2 separate regions of the Zea mays genome follow, and region 2 is linked to region 1. Evidence: chromatin contacts called from public Hi-C data. All regions are on one chromosome and are shown on one strand. Each heading gives the region's core, a stretch centred on a gene start, on an enhancer-like site or on the middle of the called end of the contact. The rest is flanking DNA. Distances are from core to core; before and after follow the strand shown. Region 1 holds the start of LOC100304080 (solute carrier family 2, facilitated glucose transporter member 8). Region 2 overlaps LOC109942018 (a long non-coding RNA gene).

The links. A called contact is a pair of places that touch in the nucleus more often than the background predicts.
Region 2: a contact with region 1 is called in a Hi-C map of leaf, with 5 times the contacts expected there. The contact joins the enhancer-like site here to the promoter of LOC100304080 in region 1. A contact is called at or near these places in 6 of 25 Hi-C or Micro-C datasets (bundle sheath, ear, leaf and 1 more).

Annotation. Positions count from the first base shown.
Region 1 is chr8:72,942,062-72,945,009 of Zm-B73-REFERENCE-NAM-5.0, reverse strand. It overlaps LOC100304080 (solute carrier family 2, facilitated glucose transporter member 8), which reads right to left and starts at 1,460. Exons shown (of 17, transcript NM_001165581.3): 1 at 957-1,460; 2 at 754-843; 3 at 1-40. The coding sequence starts at 1,241.
Region 2 is chr8:73,093,698-73,097,063 of Zm-B73-REFERENCE-NAM-5.0, reverse strand. LOC109942018 (a long non-coding RNA gene) reads right to left here. Exons shown (of 2, transcript XR_002264646.2): 2 at 3,096-3,366. Among protein-coding and RNA genes, the nearest start is that of LOC109942018, 4.3 kb to the right of the region's middle. Within about 2 kb of position 1,898, at least 16 of the 20 cell types and tissues checked have an H3K27ac peak or open chromatin away from gene starts, as enhancers often do. A contact at or near this core is called in bundle sheath, ear, leaf and 1 more, where this site is marked.

The sequences.
Region 1 (2,948 bases), core at 211-2,710:
GCCAGCCCATGACGTTCGGAACCGCCGCAATCATCAGTGACTGCGAAAGAGTTACCAAGCAGAGCTAGCAGTTAGTGTAGAAGAGAGCTAGCACCGAAGCTTCAGCACGAAACGTCTCTTCTTCCATCGATGGAAGCGTCTGCAGTGAAACCAGCTCTGTCTTGCCTGGTCGTTATCGTTAAGGCGTGTGCGAAATGTTACTGACGGTGGGATAGACGTCCGATGAAAAGCTCAGTCTAACTGATTGAGTTTTCTTGTCACCGCGGATAGGGAGACCTTGGAATCGTTTTCTTTTATTATGACTGGCTAAAAAAGCGCGTAGTCCATCCCTTGACGTGCGCGTTTCCTTTACGCAACCAAAAGTTCTTACTCTACTCTAGTGTTTTTTTGACTTTGGTATAAACTCTGATTAAATTTTAAGTATGTGGCCAGCAGTGCTGTCAATCCTCTGCACAGAGTCATCAGAAACACACCCAAAAAAAAAAGGTACGGGCATCATAGACCACCAAACAACAAACAGTGTGTGCGGGTAGGGAGTAGCGGGGTAAGATTATGCGCTTAACCTGCGCATTACGCAACCAAACAGCACCTCAGTCTTAGTCTAATCTACTGTTAACTCTCTCTCTCTCTCTCTCTCTCTCTCTCTCTCTCTCTCTCTCTCTCTCTCTCTCTCTCTCTCTGCACGGCGAGGAAACAAGGTCGTAGAAAATGAAAAAAAAAAAGAAGAAGCAGAGCTGTGGTTTCGGTTCTCACCCCTCTGCGGCCAACGTACTTGGCCATCTGGCCGCTGGCGATCGCCCCGACCATGGCGCCCACGTTGGACAGCGAGCCGAACACCGAGAACTGCGGGGGGCGACGGAGCTCCGTCAGTTGTTTGCTCGTTCGGTTTTGAGGCCGATCGTGAAGCCAGGCACGGCGCAGAGGCTGCAGCCAGGAGGTACAGTACAGGTAGGTACCTCGGAGATGGAGAGGTCGAGGTCCCGCGTGACGCCGTCCTGCGCCGGCGACGAGTACCCGCTGGTGAAGCCGAACTGGACGGTGCCGAGCGCGACGACGAGCGTGCAGAGTAGCGCGGGCACGTGGTGCGGCGGCCGCAGCGCTGCGGCCTTGGACGAGGTGCCGGCAGCGGCGGCGCCGAGGCGCGCCGTGCTCGTACCTTTCCGGAACCAGCCCCCGCTCCTGGGCGCCTTCGGCAAGAGCGGCTTCTGCAGCGCGCCGCCGTGGTCGCCGTCGCTCGCCATGCGCGCCGCGCTCGCTCGCTCGCACGCCGGACCCGCCACCACGAGCACGACGATCGTCGATCACCAGGCAGGCCTTCCGCGTACGAGGCTGGGTTTGTTTCCTCTCCTGTTCCCCTTGCGTGGGGATCGGCGGTGGGTGGGTCTGGCTGGCTGGCCGGTCGGCTGGGAGGAGGAAACGAAGAGGCCGGCCGAGAGAGGCCGAGGCGAATGTCAGAGCGCAGAACCGCCGCTTGGCCGCTTGGCTAGTTTTTAAGTACAACCCTCACCTCACGGTACTTTAAATATAAAATATAACTAAAACATAATATAATCTCTACTACTCTATAAGACTTTAGTGTAGACCGCGTGCACCATGGTTATGCCTCTCCCATCCATTCAGTCTCCGACGAGTGGGCCGCATGTTGGCGGTCGGCGTTTCAACCCCCGGGGTCCCTGGACCGACGAGTAAATTGTCGCTGCGTGTCTCAGCCCAGATGGGTCGGCGCGAGACGAGACACAAAGGGGGAGAATAGTAAGGGGAAACCTGCGGCCTTCGTGTTGTCCTGCGCCCAGGGCGGATGGATGCGCTTGCAGTAGGGGTTACAAGCGTTCGCGTGGGAGAGAGAGAGCCTTATGCGTCGGCCCGTTCTCCCGCGCGGCCAACCTTCTCGTACAAGAGCCCTGGACCTTCCTTTTATAGGCGTAAGGAGAGGGTCCAGGTGTACAATGGGGGTGTAGCAGTGTGCTAACGTGTCTAGCAGAGAGGAGCTAGAGCCCTAAGTACATGCCGTCGTGGCAGTCGGAGAGGTTTTGGCACCCTGTTCATGTGATGTCGTGGCCGTCGGAGGAGCGCTTGGGCCCTGTGGAAGGACAGCTGTCGGGACTATCGAATCCTTGTTGACGTCTCCTTGCTTTCGTAAGGGGCTGAGAGCCGCCGTCGTCATGGAGCACGCGGGGCACCATCATTATTTGTTTACCCGGGCGAGCCAGATGGGACGCCGGTCTTGTTCCCCGTAGCCTGAGCTAGCTAGGGGTAGGGTAATGATGGCCCCCCTATGACGTGGTCGGTCCGAGCCCTAGGTCGGGCGAGGCGGAGGCTCCTCCGAGGTCGAGGTCGAGTCCGAGCTCTGGGGTCGGGCGAGGCGGAGTCCATCGTCTTCCGGAGCCGAGGCTGAGTCCGAGCCCTGGGGTCGGGCGAGGCGGAGTTCTCCGTCTTCTAAGTCGTGGTTGAGTCCGAGCCCTGGGGTCGGGCGAGGCGAAGTACATCTTCCGAGGCCGAGGCTGTGTCCGAGCCCTGGGGTCGGGCGAGGCGGAGTCCGTCGTCCAGCGTCGAGGTTGAGCCCTGGGGTCGGGCGAGGCGGAGCTTCCTATGGCGCCCGAGGCTGGACTTAGCTGTTGTCAGCCTCACTCTGTCGAGTGGCACAGCAGTCGGAGCGACGCAGGCGGCGCTGTTTTCTTGTCAGGTCGGTCAGTGGAGCGGCGAAGTGACTGCGGTCACTTCGTCTCTGTCGACTGAAGAGCGCGCGTCAGGATAAGGTGTCAGGCGATCCTCGCATTAAATGCTCTTGCAATACGGTCGGTTGGCGTGGCGATCTGGCCAAGGTTGCTTCTCTGCGAAGACTGGGCCTCGGGCGAGCCGAAGGTGTGTCCGTTGCTTGAGGGGGCCCTCGGGCGAGACGTGAATCCTCCGGGGTCGGCTGCCTTTGCCCGAGGCTGGGCTCGGGCGAG
Region 2 (3,366 bases), core at 649-3,148, 150 kb before region 1:
CCAACCTGGCACTTGGTTGCTTTCCAAACACGTCCCCACAGGAAATGGAAGTCAAAGTCCTTTACCAAATCTTCTGCAGAGACTCCTCCCTCCAGTACTTTTACCAAACCTAAGGCATTAGGTTTTGGTTTTTTGAGTTGAGATTTAGCAAATTGCATCATGTAGAAGCCTAATCCATCAGCTGCCATCCCGACTATAGGCATGGTCGGTTTGGTCTGTTTAGGCCAAACACACTTCGCCGTAACATGGGTGTCTTTCCTACAAATCTCACACCATAAATTTTTGCTACAGTCTCTAGCATGATGACCTTCATCCCCACATTTCTGACAGAACAATTTCCTTCCCGAATCAATCTCAGTAAGCGATGATGGGGCAATGGGATTAGGAGTACATGCGCTCTCGATTTCCCCTGATGTCGACGACCTCGGGAGAATAACCTTGGGGCCTCCCCTACCCAGAGGTTATCTGAGCCGCCAGCTCAGATTCCGATTTCTTCCCCATAGGGGAGTCACCTGCTGATCACGGGGTCCTCTCCTGTCCCATCCTTGACTCCGCTGCTTCGGATCCATCATCCGGAGACCCTTAGCTCCCAACCTCGGCCACTCTTCCAACTCGGATGGGGGTCTGAATGGTAAACGATGCCAGCCGCCTCCGAAAATAGAAATGTAATTAGTGGGAAGGAGCCACATCCGAGAGACGAATGCGGCGAGGTGTGGAAGGGTACGTGAACCCACTAGGACATTCAGACAACTAGAATCCACGACCGTCGGATGCAAATTCGGATGATGGATAATGCTGGTTAAGGGTATTTAATTGTTAATGCTGGTTAGTGGTGGGATTTTTTTTAAGGGTGAGTAATTTGCTGACTCTGTCATAAACAGTAAAATAAGTACCAGTAGTCTATATCTCTACTATATTAAATACCAATTTCGACGATCCTCCTGCTACGTCATATTTCAAATTAATCCGCACTCCGGCGCACGTCCGCTCGACGTTCCAAACGACACCTCCGCAAGGATGGATCAATTTTCCTCGCCTCCTCCTACCTCTTTCTCTCACCTCCTGTCTTTGCCTCCACGCCGCACCGCACACAAGATTGCCTTCTGACTCCGAACCGCGCCGCCACATCCACCTCTACTAGGTCTCCCCCGAAGCCACACACCCACACCATACCCGCACCAGCCATCCTCGCGATTTCTCCGTCTCCCATCGTCAGTCGCCACCGCACCCTCCTCCCACCGGATTCAGAGGCGATTCATGGGAGTGGTGCGCAGGTTGCTACTGCGGCATCAATGGAGGCTGACTGCCATGGAGGATCTGAGCATCGAGGCGAAGGAGGCCGCGGTACGCATGCCCCATCCTCCGCGAGGCGGCCTCCCTCCGAGCACCCACCGGCGTCATCTTCCTCAAGGCCCGCTCGGTCGTTCCTGTCCGTTCCTCCTCTTCTTGTGCGGTTGTTATTGATCGAAGTAATACTCATATAATAACCAGCCAGTGGTAAGAGAAGCGAGCACCGTGCCAAAGCAAACAATGGGTGCAGGACAATTGCTAATGCTGCCAAGCGAAGCGACATCCGTTTGGTTAGTGGCTGCATTTTTTTTTTTGGAAGGGTGAGTAATTAGCTGACTCTGTCAGAAGCAGTAAAATCAGTATTAGTACCAGTTGAAAAGGACAGTGGGCGCCATCTACTAGGTCTCTGTTTGGATGTCGATATTGAGAGCCGTGGAATTGAAATGGGAGCAATATCAATACTGAGTGCCTGAGTGGTAATTGAAATGGCTTCGGATTCAATATCATTGTTCTGACGGCACGAGAAATGGCCTCAGATACAATACCAATCAATACGCAGCAGGACAACTCGGAATTGGTACTTGGGTGTTTTAGCTGGGCCGAATACCATTGGGAAACTGGCTACATTTTCGACCTTCAATTCTAGGGACACCCAAACGCTGGAATTTGGGCCAGCCATTTCCAATTCCGAATTCTAGGCTTCAGTGTCTACAACTAAACGAGCTATAGGTGTTTGTGTGTACGACTGTACGTTACGTTGCTCATAAAAGACAATACTCCTGCCTTCAACCGTTCCAAATTACTTATAAATTATTTTGTTTGACTTTTATCATATTTATAACTATGTCTGGATAAATAACATAAGCTATATATCTATAAAAGTTAAAACAACTTAATTATATAACACAAACCGAACCAATATCTCTGCTATATTAAAGCATCAGTTTCGTCCCGCGTCATCCCTTTTTACAGAAACTTCATTTCACTTTTTTAGAAATCAACCTGCACGCCGTAGAGAAAGGGGCTAGAATTTAGGCCATGTTCGTTTGCACAGGAATACACCAGAAATTATTCCAGCTAATCAAAACTTATATAAATTAGAGAAATAATTTGGATAGGAATTGCTCCGGGGGCTCCGTTGCGTAGTAACCGTACGGCCCCTTAGTCGTCGTGATCCGATCCAGCTACAAATAGTCGTCTTCGTCACGTCATCAAAATAAACACAAAAAAAAACCTGCACCTCTGATGCAGATCACCGCTTGGATTCGCCGAGTTCGTAGAGGTGGTCCTGATCCGCGTCCCGCCGGATGACCCTGCTCCTGTCTCGTCCTCTCCATAGATCCACCCCATCCATTGCCATCGCCTCTTTCTTTTTCCCTCTCTTCTTCTTCCACCCCGGTCCTTCGCTTCTGTATCGCGAGCATGAGTGCATGACAGAGTAGGAGGGCGGTGACGACAAGGGGATGTCGGCGGCGTGGGGCGGCACCACGCAGAAGTGTGTGTCGTGCGGTCGGACGGTGGCGAGGGCCACGGTAGCGCGGTGGACTGGTGGACGTTCGACATCTTCCTGCAAGAGCAGATGTCGTTCAAGGGGCAGAGACGAACAACGCCATGCTGTTGTTCAATGTCGTCGGCCAACAGCTCAAGTTCGCAGACTGCCCCGGAGCCGGGATGAGCAACACGAGCAGGGACCTAAACCTGATCGAAGGCCTGCTGGAAGGAGCCAGTAGCGAGGGCCACGACAGCGCGGTGAACTGGTGTTTGTTCGACAACTTCTGAACAAGCTCATGTACGACAAGACAATGTTCAAGGGACAGACAAACCGTGCCATGGTGTTTAACGTCGTCGGCCAGCAGCTCAAGATCCCGGAGACTATCCCAGGACGAGCAACGCAAGCAGGAATCTGATCAAAGGTCTGTTGGGCGTGATTACGTGAAGAGGGGCAGCAGCCGTTCTTCGAGGGCATCAACTGGGCGCTTATCCGGTGTAGCACTCCTCCCTCGGCAAGCCCAGGCCCATCGAGCCCGAGGCGGTGGCACTCCCTGCGCCAACAAAGCCTGTGGAGATCAACAACAG